Linked DNA regions of Mus musculus: region 2 is linked to region 1. The links are chromatin contacts, called in public ChIA-PET maps. All regions are on one chromosome and are shown on one strand. Each heading gives the region's core, a stretch centred on a gene start, on an enhancer-like site or on the middle of the called end of the contact. The rest is flanking DNA. Distances are from core to core; before and after follow the strand shown. Region 1 overlaps Gm36587 (a long non-coding RNA gene). Region 2 overlaps Itsn1 (intersectin 1 (SH3 domain protein 1A)).

Region 1 (6,390 bases), core at 2,573-5,072:
TTAGCTCTCTGCATCTCTGGACCTCAAATCCCTTGAGTTAACCAATCCTAGACAGGAGATAATCGAGAGAAATATTGGGTGTGTTCTAAACGTGAGCAGATGCCGCTTGCCATTGCTTCCTGCAGAGCACAGTGGAGCAAGTACTGACGTAGCATCTACACAGTATTGGGAGTTGGGAGTGATCTACAGGTGGTTTAAACATGGAGAAGAGGGGTGTGCATTCTGTATGAATAATCTGTCACTTCGTATCCAGAACTTGGGCATCTGTGGATCTGGGTCAGTTCACCACAGATCCTGGGGGAGGGGTTATTGTAGTGAATCTCAGACAGCTTTGGAAGAAGGAGAAACAAAATGACATGGGATCTGGAGGACAGGGACAGAACTGAATATAACAGAGATCACATAGGAAGGACACGTACTGATACGGCAGAGGTCGGGATGGATTGGACCGTAACTTTTCTTCAGCCATGAAGCCAGCTACTTAGTAGTTGAAGCTGGAAATACTGGACAGAGAAGAGGTCATGTTCATGCTTCAGACACTAAATGGAGCAATCCCAGAAATTACCAATTGAGAAAGAAAAAGGAAAGTCAACAGCCCACAGTCAGCAGCAGACCCTGCTGGGCCAAGGAATGTAACCATTGTTTTTCCAGGCTCGTATCCAACCAGGAAATCCTTCTTACTGCTTCCAACAGTTCATCCCTTTCCACAGAGCTGAGGCCTCAGTCGTGGCTGATTTTCTCTTAGAGATTTAGTTCATGCCCCCCATGAGAACAGGAAGTCAGGAGTTCACAGGCTGGAGAGCCAGAGAAGACATTCGCTGCAGCTGGAGTCTGAGGGCAGCTGGAGGCTTTCCTCAATCTGCTTTCCTCAAGGATTGCTGCCCTACATGTTAATCTTAGCTTAACATGACCATCACAGCAACACATAGACTGATGTTGGTCCAAGTATGCCCCAGACAAACTGACAGGTGATATTAACCATCACACATACTACCTATCTTAGCTTTGTTCCTACGGCTGTGAGAAAATTCACACAAAAAGCAACTTAGGGAGGAGAGGGTTTATTTGACTCACAAATCCAGACTGCAGTCCATCATTTTAGTCAAGTTAGATACACAAGCAGCTTGTCCTGTCACACCCGAAGTCACGAGCAGAGAGAAGAGACACTCTGTATCTATTTTTTTATGTATCTATATATATGTATCTATCTATGTATCTATCTATCTATGTATCTATCTATCTTGCCTGCTAGCTTTTTCACTCTTACACAGTTCAGGGCCCAGACTAGGAAATGGTGCTACCCACAGTGGGCTGGATCCTCCTACATCAATGAACAACCTAGACAGCTACCCCCAAGACATGCCTACAGATCAACCTGAACTAGAGAGTTCCTCATTAACCCTCTCTTCCCAAGTGATTCTACTAGCTGGCACACCACCCTAGGAAAACAATATCACAGTCTAACTTAAATCTTATCTGTTATTAACAGATACCTAACCCAGGATGCTGGGGATTAAGTTTGTTTCCTAATACAGCCCTCACTGGATGGCCAACCTAGCACCAAGTTCTAGTCATTATCTTCCTACCCATTTCTAACCCATCCCCAATCCACTAACCCTGGTCCAGAGATGGGCAAGGGTTCTGTCTGGGAGCAGTCACTTCCAGGGGACTTTGTAGAGAGCTGGGGAACGGGGGTATGGAGGGTGGTACTGGTCACATGATGGGCTGAGTGCTACAAGTATTTGATGAGCAGAGGCCAAGGATGCTGGACCACTCCATCATCTAACTACTGTCTTCTATGATATGTCTATGGATAGATCTTTGAAGGTGAATTCCCTGTTTGGACTTAAGCTTAAAACCTATTTTTGTTTGGCATTTAACTATGTAATTTTTGGTACTGGACTACATTTCTCAACACTGAATGAAATTTTCCCTAAAACGACCTCGATTCTGAAGTTCACATCCCAACACTGGCCTTATTTCCATTCCTAATTCCAACACTATCTGATAGCAGATCTCCCCCTCCCCCAACCCCGCCTCCGCCTCTAATCATCTATCTCATTGGTTTGGCCATGACTCCCCGCCCACCCCACCCCCCATGTTGTTTCCACAGCAGATCCACCCTAGCCATTCTTAAACCATCTTAAACCCCTCTCCACAAAGCCAGACTTCTTATTGATCCCCATCCCCAGTGGGAAGTTCTTCTTACTCTCTGATCAATCAATTAATCAAGACTTTGTGCCCAAAACTACTGTTTGCAGACAAACGCAATTCTCGCTCTTCCTGACCATGCTGCTCAAGACATAGAAAGGATCAGGACAGAAACAAAATTGTCCTGGAGATTGTCCTGCGTGCTGGCCGCCTACTCAGAGAAAGCATTGGGACCCCATGTCTAGGTTCTTTCTTTCCTAGCACTACAGCTCCCGTGAGTCCCCAAAGCTAATACTATATAGCCTTGCTGTTCTGTAGGGTGTCTCAGTTAGGGTTTGCTGCTGTGAACAGACACCATGGCCAAGGCAAGTCTTATAAAGGACAACATTTAATTGGATCTGGCTTACAGGTTTAGAAGTTCAGTCCATTATCATCAAGGTGGGAGCAGGGCAGCATCCAGGCAGATGTGGGGCTGGAGGAGCTGAGAGTTCTACATCTTGTTCTGAAGGCAAACAGAAGGCTGGTTCTCATGTGGTTAAGAGAAGGGTCTTATTGCCCACCCTGACAGTGACACACTTCTTCCAACAAGGTCACACCTACTCCAACAAGGCCAGACCTCCAAATAGTGCCACTCCCTGGGCCAAGTATATCCAAACCATCACATAGAGATTCCCCAAAGTCCGCCTCTACAGGTTCTGAATCCACAGACTCAACCAACCTTCTGTTTAAATATTCAGGGAGGAGACTGGGGAGATTGCTACTGTATATAAAGTATTTGCCAATCAAGAATTCCCCCTCCCAGGTCCCGAGGGCTGGGCCTTTGAAGGTCATAGCCCAGACCTGGTTCCAATCTAGTTCTCTGCTTCTTTTCACTCAGGCTGCCACCAATACTTCCATGTCTTCCTCGTTATGAGGAACTGCAATCTCCCTGAGCATCGTAACGTCTCTCGTTAGAATTTAGAGCACTATTCGAAGGCTCTGTCAGTCAAGTGCGATTCTCTGGGGCTCTGTGTCCTCACCTGCCATAGGTGAGCCTTGCAAGCTCACCTGATTTAGATCCTAGGACTCAGGTAAAGATGTGGACGCAGCGACACACACTTGTAATCCCAACACTAAGGAGGCAGAGACAGGAGGATCCCTGAGGCTGGATGGACCAGCCCTTTTAGCCTAGTTGGTGACTTCTAGGCCAATAAGAGAGACCCTGTCACAAAGGATGGCAGAAGATGACACACAGGGTTGTCCTCTGGCCTCTACTCACACATTCACATACATGTATACATGTGTGTATTCATACACACGTGAACGGACACAAATAAATAGTTAATTATAAAAGAATTTAGAGTAGTATGTAGAAAGGTGAAGGAAAAGCGGAGAGAGGCCCCTCCTAGGAAAAACTGAGTCACAGCCCTTCTGCAAAGACACTGTTTAGATATAGTCTCTAATCGTGAGGGCAACACCATAGGCTCCCAGGTTAACCTGCTGTTCCATGAGTGCTGCATCCATGAAAATATGGCTGGCAGGTGAGGACACAGAGCCCCAGAGAATGGTACTGAGTCTGAAAAAAACATCAAAAAAAGGGAGGGTGATGAGTCATTTGAAGACTCTGAGGTAGGGAAAGGTCATGTGCACTGTAGCCAAGCACTTGGGTTGAGGTTGGGGCACTGGTGGCAGCTGCCTCCAGTGAGACAAGGCTTGGCTCACCACAACCTTAACACCCTGTGAGCAGATCTCTTGCAACCTCTGCTCCACTTCCTGAATCTGCCAGGTTGAGGCTGCAGGTGGTCAGTGGGGCTTGGGATTCTCAGCCTAGAGACTGAGGAACTGGCTCTCACCTACCTCAAATGTGCAGGTTTGAGGGAAGCTCATGGCCCACCAGGGCCTCAGTCATCTGGAAGGTGGTCCAGGACCTGCCAAGAGAATGTTACAGTCCAGAAATATAGCTTTGCCCCAGGTGTGTTCACAGATAGACTCAGGACCAGACCCAGCTCTCCAGACATGTTATTTGTGACTCTCTCCACCTCCCTGGAAGCATAGGAAGTTGCTGGGTATGAGGTTTTATGGACAGGAAGACCAGCCCCACACTCTGCAGCTCAGAGAATTTTACTAACTTCCCTTCCGTGAAGCCTCTGACACACATATGCATTCCATATCTAGAATGTTCTTTCTCCACAAATCTCTTACATGGCTCTTGCCACAGGCCTCCTTCTCTGCAACAGACCACTGCCACACACTTCCTGTGAAAAGCAGAAGCTGTCACTGGGGACTCTCTAGCCCTCTTCCTCCAAATACACATACGATCCACCTTCATTTTCTCCCTGACAAAGGATGCCAACCTAGCACCTGCTTCTTCAGAGAGTCAACCCTTCTCTGCATTCCTGGACTCTCCTCTGCCTGTCCCAATCACTTCAGCCTTGCCTGTCTCTCTGGGGTCATTCTTGATAGACTATGATCATTCCCAACAACATGTCATCTTCAAAACACCACTTTAGGCAGTGACACGTTGTTGCTGTGTGATAGAATTTTCCTGGGGAGATGCAAAACATACGTCTACCCACCCCAGATAAGGAGCCCATGGCAGAGCAAAGGATAAATACCACCAAAGTCCATCTTGGTGAACCAATGAGTTTTATTGAGATTACTTACCGGAACATGGGCAAGGGGTGACTTATAGGAGCAGAAGTGACTCAAACACAACACCAAAGCCCACCCCAGCATGAGTGAAGACAACTCACAAATGCTACGCACCTGGAGCACACTGCACAGCCTGCAGGCAGGTTAGAGGGTATCTTTTCCAGGTGGCTGCTTCTTCCAGGCTGCTTGACTGGTTTCTGCTTCTTCCAGGCTGCTTGACTGGTTTCTGCTTTGTCCAGGCTGGTCTTGGAATTTATTTGCAGTTTTGCTTTCCTGAGGGCAATTCTCAGCCTTTCTCTGCATTTCTAGACTCTCCTCTACTGTTTACTACAAAGGAGCCTAGTGAGTCTTGTTAGCTTCAGGGACTTCCTGAAACTATGTTGAGTTGTTTACTTTCTGTCTCAAGGGGTTTCCTGAAAGATATACAATGTTTCAATCTAGGAGGAAACTGTCGTACAACATTGGCTAAAACCCAACACTGCTAACAAGTGCTGGTAGGGATGGAGAACCACAGGGACTTTCATGCTTTGCTGGTGGGTATGCAAGGTAATGCAGCCACTTTAGGAGATAACTTGATAGTTTCCTCTACAACTGACCATATTGTACCATCTGATCTTTCAAGTATGCTCCCAAGTGTTCACCCAAGTGAGCTGAAGATCACGTGGATAAGAGCACTCACTACTCTTGCAGAGGACCTGGCTTGAGTTCCTAGGACCCACACGATGGCTCCCAACCCTTCCTAACCGCAGTTCTAGGGGATCGGATGCTGTCTTCTGACTTCTATGTTATTGCACACAGGTGGTGCATATGCCGCAGGCCCTCTGGTCCCCTGTGCCTGCATAGGAAAGAGTCTCTAGAGTAGATGAGCAAAGATTTGGATGTAGTGACAGTCAGTCAAACACACAAGAGAGGTGTTGAATCTGAATGTAATTTTCCAGTCGAGCATCAGACTTTTATAATACAGAATAAATTGCAGAACAAGGCACATTGAATTTTTCCAGGTGCAAAAGAAGTGACTTCAAAAGGAACCAGATAAATGTATAACACTAGAGATTAGCACAGATGCAAGGAGTGACTACAAAGGGAATTTGTAGGGACCAGATAAATGTTTACATTAGAGATTAGCACTTTCTGCCAGGCAAGAGTTTTACACTTAGAGTTAATTGCCTCAGGGTAGTTAACTCTTGATACGCCTCAAGGCTAATGTAGTGTCACCGACCCCAAAATTCTCTAGGCCTCGTTAATTCTTATCTATATCTGGAGACTGTCCATTTTTAGTATAGCATACTAATTTGCTCTTGGCATGGAATGTAGTCTGTAATAAGAATTTCTATCTCAGTGAGAATTTTAGTCTCTATCTGTAAACAGCTGAGTAAAATGGCAAGTGCTTAATTGTTAGTAAACTAAATGGGTTAAGCTCCTTGCTGCTATCTGAAATCTAAGAACACTGGGAAAAGGCTTTAGCTATGTTAGAATACAATCTTAAAAGGCATTTACTATAAATAAGGTGATGCTTAATAGAGTGCATGTGAATCTATACACTAGATTAATGTGGTGGAAATTTGAATATAATGGGTTAGGGAAAGAGATGCCATAACTCTGGGAGGA
Region 2 (6,420 bases), core at 2,993-5,492, 420 kb after region 1:
TTGGGAGGCAGTGCTGAATTCTACTGATCTGAAAGAAGTCACATTTTTCTCTGTGTTGCTTCCACCAGGACTGTGTGACTCCATCTCCTGGGTGAGTGGGTGTTATGGAGGCTGCTAGCAGTAAATAAAAGCACGGAATGTGTAGTCCTGGCCAAAGCACTTCCTGTCTGTGTGACTGGGAACCAAAGCACTTCCTGTCTGTGTGACAGGGAACATATATTTGCACTTTTTTGATTTCGGTATTTAATCATAATAATTGGCATTTGTGGGTTTTGTTTTTGTTTGTTTGTTTTTGAGTTTTTCGAGACAGGTTTCTCTGTGTAGCCCTGGCTGTCCTGGAACTCACTTTGTAGACCATGCTGGCCTCGAACTCAGAAATCCACCTGCCTCTGCCTCCCAAGTACTGGAACTAAAAGCATGCACCACCACGTCCGGCTGGGTGTTTTTGTTTTTTAAATAAAATTGAGTGGATTAGCAAACAAATTATACATGAAGGACATAGGTGTGGGTTGACACTTATTCAATAAGCCAGCAAACAAACCCCAGGAAGGTAGGGCTTAGCATCAGAGATGGCCCTTCCACATGACTAGGCTTTCCAGCTGAGTACTTGTCCCCTGAGTGACCAACACACGGACACCGGAAAGGCTGACATACCACCTGTGGCTTTCCGACTCCAGACCTCAGCATGCACAGTTCCTAAGTGCCAACATTACATAAAATCATGTTCTGGAAAAGTAAAGCTTACACTGGAAACAGCACGCTCGTGCACATGATACACATGTGTGCACACATACACACACGCACACTGTTGTGACACATACTCAGAATAACGTCCGAGTCCCATGCTGGACTGGGCTGTCTGCCATCTTTCTGTCTGTCAGGCCTTTTGCCAGCCAGTCTTTGTCTTCCTTCCACAAGTGAGCTCGCTTCTGTGACACTGTTGCAGTTGTAACTGCTGGTCGATTAGAGAGAGAGGAAGCCCATGAGCAGGGAGTTCACGACAAGCAGGTGCTGGGGCTGTGCCAGCTCAGGTGTGTGTCTGAATCAAGGCCCTTGTGTGAACCCGATTGCTTCGTAGCAGGCTTCTCTTGGGCTACAGCCTGGTGTGTTGTGCTCTTTCTCTGCAGTAAGGCTGTTTCTAGAGCCTGCCTTCCAGAGTCCACTGACTTTTGCTTAGCCGATGATACAACCAAGTTCCGAGGTCTCATTTGTGAAGAATTTTAGCACTAGGCATGCTAGCGCTGGGCTGTAGTTCTGACACTTGGGAGACAGATCAGGGGTCCTGAGGTAGAGGCCATGTGAGCTACAGCTGTGACCCTATCCCAAGGGAAGAAAACACAAAATACCAGAAAACGTTGTTGCTGGGGATTGGATGCATGCTGCACACATAAGTACTCACATGTGCCCCTCGTACCCATCCCACACCTTTCAAATTTTTATTTCGATGCAGAGTCCTGCTTACATCACCTACAATTTCCTTGAATTTTAGTCTTTCTTCCTCAGCCTCCAAAGTAGCAGAGGTTATAGGGCTTGCTCTGTCTGCTCTGTTCTCTTCCTCTCAACACCAGTGTGAAGAGGAAATAATTCTAAGCATTTCAGTTGCCTTCCCGCTCCTTTCTGAGAGGGATTTCTAGGAGCTGTGTCATTTGGCCATTGTTATAGGCTGGCATTAAACACTCTGACCTGACTCCTTCAGAGAACTGAGCTTTCCGTAGTCACAGTCTTCACTGGAAATCCGGTCGGGGCACAAGCAGTCCTTAAACACCAATAGTTATAGATCAAGAGTCCTGAAGCCAGTTACCTGGAATGCCCTTTTCTGCTCATCTCTGTATATCCAGAGCTAAAATGAGCTCTGCAGCCAAGAACAGGCAGGAAAGAGTGGGACAGGACAGTTAGCTGCTGCAGAAGCAGAACTCTGTCCCTCCTCAGCCCCCTGCCACAGGGGTGGCCTGTGTCAGAGCCCATCCGAATCCTCTCTGTAATGACAAGCACACTCTGGCCTGGGGACAGGACTGTGAGACTGGGAAGCTGCCCTTCATTGTAGCTTTAAAATTTCGGCTTGAGAAGCTGAACTCCTGGCCATGTTACTCAGTAAAGGTACTGGAGCTGGGTCTTGGAGGCAGCTTACACAGTAGCCCGAGGTCTTACCACCAGCTCTCCTGGTCATGAAATCTCAAACTGCTTTTCAGAGATGATCTGAATTTCAGTTCCTAGCACCCATGTTGATTGTTCTCAACAGCCTATAGTTCTAGCTCCAAGGGATCTGACACCTCTGGCCTCCAAGGACACTGGTGTTTATGACCATGCTTAGATGCATACCCACAATTGAAAATAAAATATATCTGTTTATATTCACAGCACTTTGAAGGTAGAAAAACAGGGAGAGCCAGAGTTTTAAGGCCAGCCTGTGCTACATGAGGTCAGCTTCAAAAATGAACCCCGCCCCTTAGGAAACAAACATACATTTAAAACTCTCCATTAAGGAGATGAAGAGATGGCTCAATGTTTAAGAGCACTCTGCTTTTTTAAGAGGTCCTGGGTTCAATTCCCAGCACCAACATGATGGCTCACAACTGTTTGTAACTCCATTTCCAAAGGATGAAATGCCCTGTTCTGGCCTCTAAAGGCAGCAACCGTGTACATGCATATATACATGCAGCCAAATACCCATACACATAAAACCAATTAGTAAGTTAATTAAGACTCATTGAGACAAAATCCAAAGCTGTCACCAAATGTCCAAGTCCAGTATGATCCTGCTTTTGCTTTGTCTCGTTTCCTCTTTGCTGTCATCTCGGCCCTCTTGTCTACAGCATCCACTCCAGAAGCTAACTCTCTGTTCCTCACCAGGGCAGGTCTCCCCTTGTTTCAGGACCACTGGATTGCTGTTTCTCCTTCCTGCAGTTGCAGAACCCACATAGCTGCTCACTGTCTTGCTGGTTTCAGTTTGTCATCCTGCAAAGAGGTGCTTTCTGGTGAATCTGTCCTAAGTTCACCTAGTTACTCCTCTCCCATCATGTCCACTCTCAGTGGGGGGTCTCTATTCCAGGGGGCCTAGAGAATGCCGAACAGTGGATTGGCTTGACCACTGAAACAAAGCTCCCGCCCTTCACTCTGGTCATAGCATACTCGGCACCACCCATACTAATCTGATTTGTTCTAAACAAAAAGGTAGAGACCGACTAGGTCTATTCTTAATTTCTAGATAATGCTCACACTGTAGCAGGTGTACCCAAAGGGAGGGGGAGGGTGTGTGTGTGTGTGTGTGTGTGTATGTGTGTGTGGTGGTGGTGGTGGTAGTGTTAATGAATGAATTTCCAAACTGGTTTAATCTTCCTTATTGCTTGGACTTGCTTTTATATTAGTGGGCACCAAATGGCAGATGACTGGCCTGTGTGTGGCATGTCTGTGTGGAGCTTCATTAACAAGGTTCTGAAAGCAGCAGTGCATTCTGGGTGTGCTGGGAAGTGCTCCCCGTCTGCTCAGCATTCTCTGTTCTCACTTAGACCGCCGTTTCTTGTTATTTTTATTGTTGTTTATTCTTGTGATTAAATGCAGGCATAGAATGTATAATGCTTTGTGTTTACATGTAGTTTATTTCTTCTTTACATTAACAGTACACTATAAACCTACTTTAATTTTTTGCCTTTCTTACTTAATATATCCTCCTGGTTTTCTCCTCAGCACATAGCTCCTGTCATGGTAGCAGGCGTGCCTCCATGGTTCTACGTGCCATAGTGCTTCTGCCCATCCACACTAGGTTGTTTCCGTGTACTGTGATTTTTGATGATATGGTGGTTATAGAAACACTGATGTGAACAGCTCCTAGCCATGTGTTTTATGTTGTTAAATGTACCTTCAGAGTCAGTCCATACGAGTGCGGTTGCTGGTTCTAAGTAAATGATTATGTGGCTCTCTTGCCACTTGGGGTTGTAATTTCCCCACCAACAGTGTGTGAGAGTGGTGTGTGATTTGTGTTATTTGTATAAATCAAACAAGAGAAGCACACCATTGGTGTTAACAATTACTTTCCTGTTTCTGTGATAAAATACCATGACCGAGGCAACTTACAGATGGCCTGGTGCATTGTGGGCTTGTGGGCTTACAGAGATAAGAGTGGTCACCATCACACTGGGGAAACAGGAAGGCCAGCAGCAGGCATAGCAACAGGACGGCTCATATCTTTAACCACAAGCAGGAAACAGAGACTGCTTAGAGAGGAGTCTTTTAAACCTCAAAGCGCACCCATAGTGACACACTTCCTTCAGCAAGGCCACACTTACGCCTCCTTAAACAGGGCTGTCACCTGGAGACGGCGTGTTCAAATGCCAGAGACTGAGGGACATTTATCATATAAGCCCTACCCTGTGTCTGACACCTGCCCCGCTAACCTGATTCCAGCACCAGCTTCCAGAGTCACATGCAACGGTTGCTTGCTGGGTTTACCATACACTTGTCCTTCTGACGTAAATTTGGTGTCAGTATTGTCCAGACTGAATTGCTTTGGGAGGGATGGAAGTTCATGGAGAAGAAATCCCTGAGTAGTGGCATGGCTGCTGTTAAGGAGCAGCAGCTGGAGTCTGCTGTGCTGAGCAGGGAGGAGAGGGTGAGCCTTGTGAGGAGCTGTGCTTTCAGAGCTTCCTGGGAGCTCTCTGTTCCTAGGGAGTTTTAATAGTCATGCTTGTTAATTCAGGGGAAAGTCTTTCTGAGAGCTGCGGACTTGAGGTTCAGCGTAGCAGACCTGTGCTTGGTGCCTGCAGGTGAAGCCCCAGAGGCTAGAGCTACATGGCTCTTTCTCCGTGCCTGCCGGAAGAAGTGCAGAGTGTTTTAGAAGCATTAAATTAGTCTAATTATATTCTTATTTAAAGGCCTCTTCTTCCTTAACCCATTAAATTTTTCTAGTTTCCACCAAGAATGCCTTTCAGGAGGAGAAGTGTGGGGGATGGAGGGTGGGCATCTGCCTGCTCCTCTGTTTAACCATAGATAGCGCATGCGTGTTATTGGTACCAGGAACCTTTCTCTCCTGTGAGGCATTTGAAGTAGCTGAGCATGCTGGAGACACTTTGCAGAAGAAGGAAAGATCACCACCTCACTTATGTCTTTAATCTGAAAGCTTTGGCAAGCTAGAACAACTCACTGGCCACCACGTCCTATCCCGAATACAGATGCAGAGCCCCAAAACAAGCAGACTTTCACAGTGTGTGAGTTTCACAACACTTTGACCTGCTTGAGTTGAAACCAGAGACACAATATTCATTCAGGACCACGAGATTCTGTCAACATTGGTATTTATTTCAGTAGATGAAGGCCAAAGCAAAACATCATCAGCCCAGAAGATGTAGATTAAGACCTGAAAAACAGAACTAAATAAACCCAGGGACCTTGGCGTCCTAGTGACTGTGGGGAGCTCAGCACCAGAGCTCTCGCACAACATAGAAGACGCATTAACAATGCTAATACCTAGTCAGCGAACCAAGAAACACACTGTGTAGCATTTCACAGTCTGTAGTCCTAACACTTAGAGCAGGAGGAGCAGGAGTTTACAGTCATTCTCTCCATAGCAAGTTCCAGGCTAGCCGGGGCTACCTGCAACCCTGTCTTAAAAGCAAATAAACACACGAGTAGGACAAGTTACTGAACAGACCTCCCGACTAAAATCATTCTAAGCAGTGAAACACTCGGTCCCTTCTCTAAATTCCGACCCAAGTGCACATGTGCTCAGGAGCATCTTCATCTAAAGAGACTGGGGACGATTGTTAAAAATCCTGCAAAGGAGAGATAGCACCCTTTGTTTCTCTACTTAGAAACTACAGCATTAGTGTCACGCTTAGAAGTTCCGTAATACAATTAAGTGTAGCATGAATGACTAATAAAAATTTGTACACATGTTTAAATAAGGGTCTTATGAACATCTAAAAATATATGCAGGGAATATACTACTTACAATTCTGGTAAAAATGATAAAATTCATGCATGTGTGAATGCATGAATATAGGTGCACAAGTGTGTGCGTGTGTCTGTATGGACGTCAGAGGTAAGCTTTGGGGTTTGTTTCTTAGGAACTGTCCACCTTGTTTTTTTATTTTTTTTTTATGTGTATGTATGTATACATCGGTGTGAGTGAATGCCTCCCGTGTGTGTGTGTCTGTGTGTGTATGTGTGTGTGTCTGTGTGTCTGTGTGTGTCTTGAGAGTACAGAATAGGGTGTCAGGTTCCTTGGAACTGGAATTTTTACCTGCGGGACTGTCTTCCTAGTGTGTGTATCAGTGCGTCATGCATCACACGCGCACAGCACCTGAGCAGGCCAGAAGCAGTGTCAGAGCCCCCCAAGAACTGGAACTACAGACAGTTGTAAGCAGGTGCTGGGAAGTGGGTCCTCTGCTAGAGCAGCTAACAGTCTAAGCAGCCGAGCCATTGCTT

The links. ChIA-PET counts read pairs in DNA pulled down with a chosen protein or histone mark.
Region 2: a contact with region 1 is called in an RNA polymerase II ChIA-PET map of memory CD8 T cells, with 33 read pairs. The contact joins two enhancer-like sites. A contact is called at or near these places in 1 of 39 promoter capture datasets (second pharyngeal arch cranial neural crest) and 1 of 115 datasets of contacts at active chromatin or transcription factors (memory CD8 T cells).

What each region holds. Positions count from the first base shown.
Region 1 is chr16:91,362,964-91,369,353 of GRCm38.p6, forward strand. Gm36587 (a long non-coding RNA gene) reads right to left here. Exons shown (of 4, transcript XR_876244.2): 2 at 4,897-5,195; 3 at 3,988-4,058; 4 at 2,524-2,653. Among named protein-coding and RNA genes, the nearest start is that of Ifnar2, 6.6 kb to the right of the region's middle. Within about 2 kb of position 3,823, at least 133 of the 459 cell types and tissues checked have an H3K27ac peak or open chromatin away from gene starts, as enhancers often do. A contact at or near this core is called in memory CD8 T cells, where this site is marked.
Region 2 is chr16:91,785,744-91,792,163 of GRCm38.p6, forward strand. The region is part of intron 4 of Itsn1 (intersectin 1 (SH3 domain protein 1A)); the gene reads left to right. Among named protein-coding and RNA genes, the nearest start is that of Itsn1, 60 kb to the left of the region's middle. Within about 2 kb of position 4,243, at least 92 of the 459 cell types and tissues checked have an H3K27ac peak or open chromatin away from gene starts, as enhancers often do. A contact at or near this core is called in memory CD8 T cells, where this site is marked.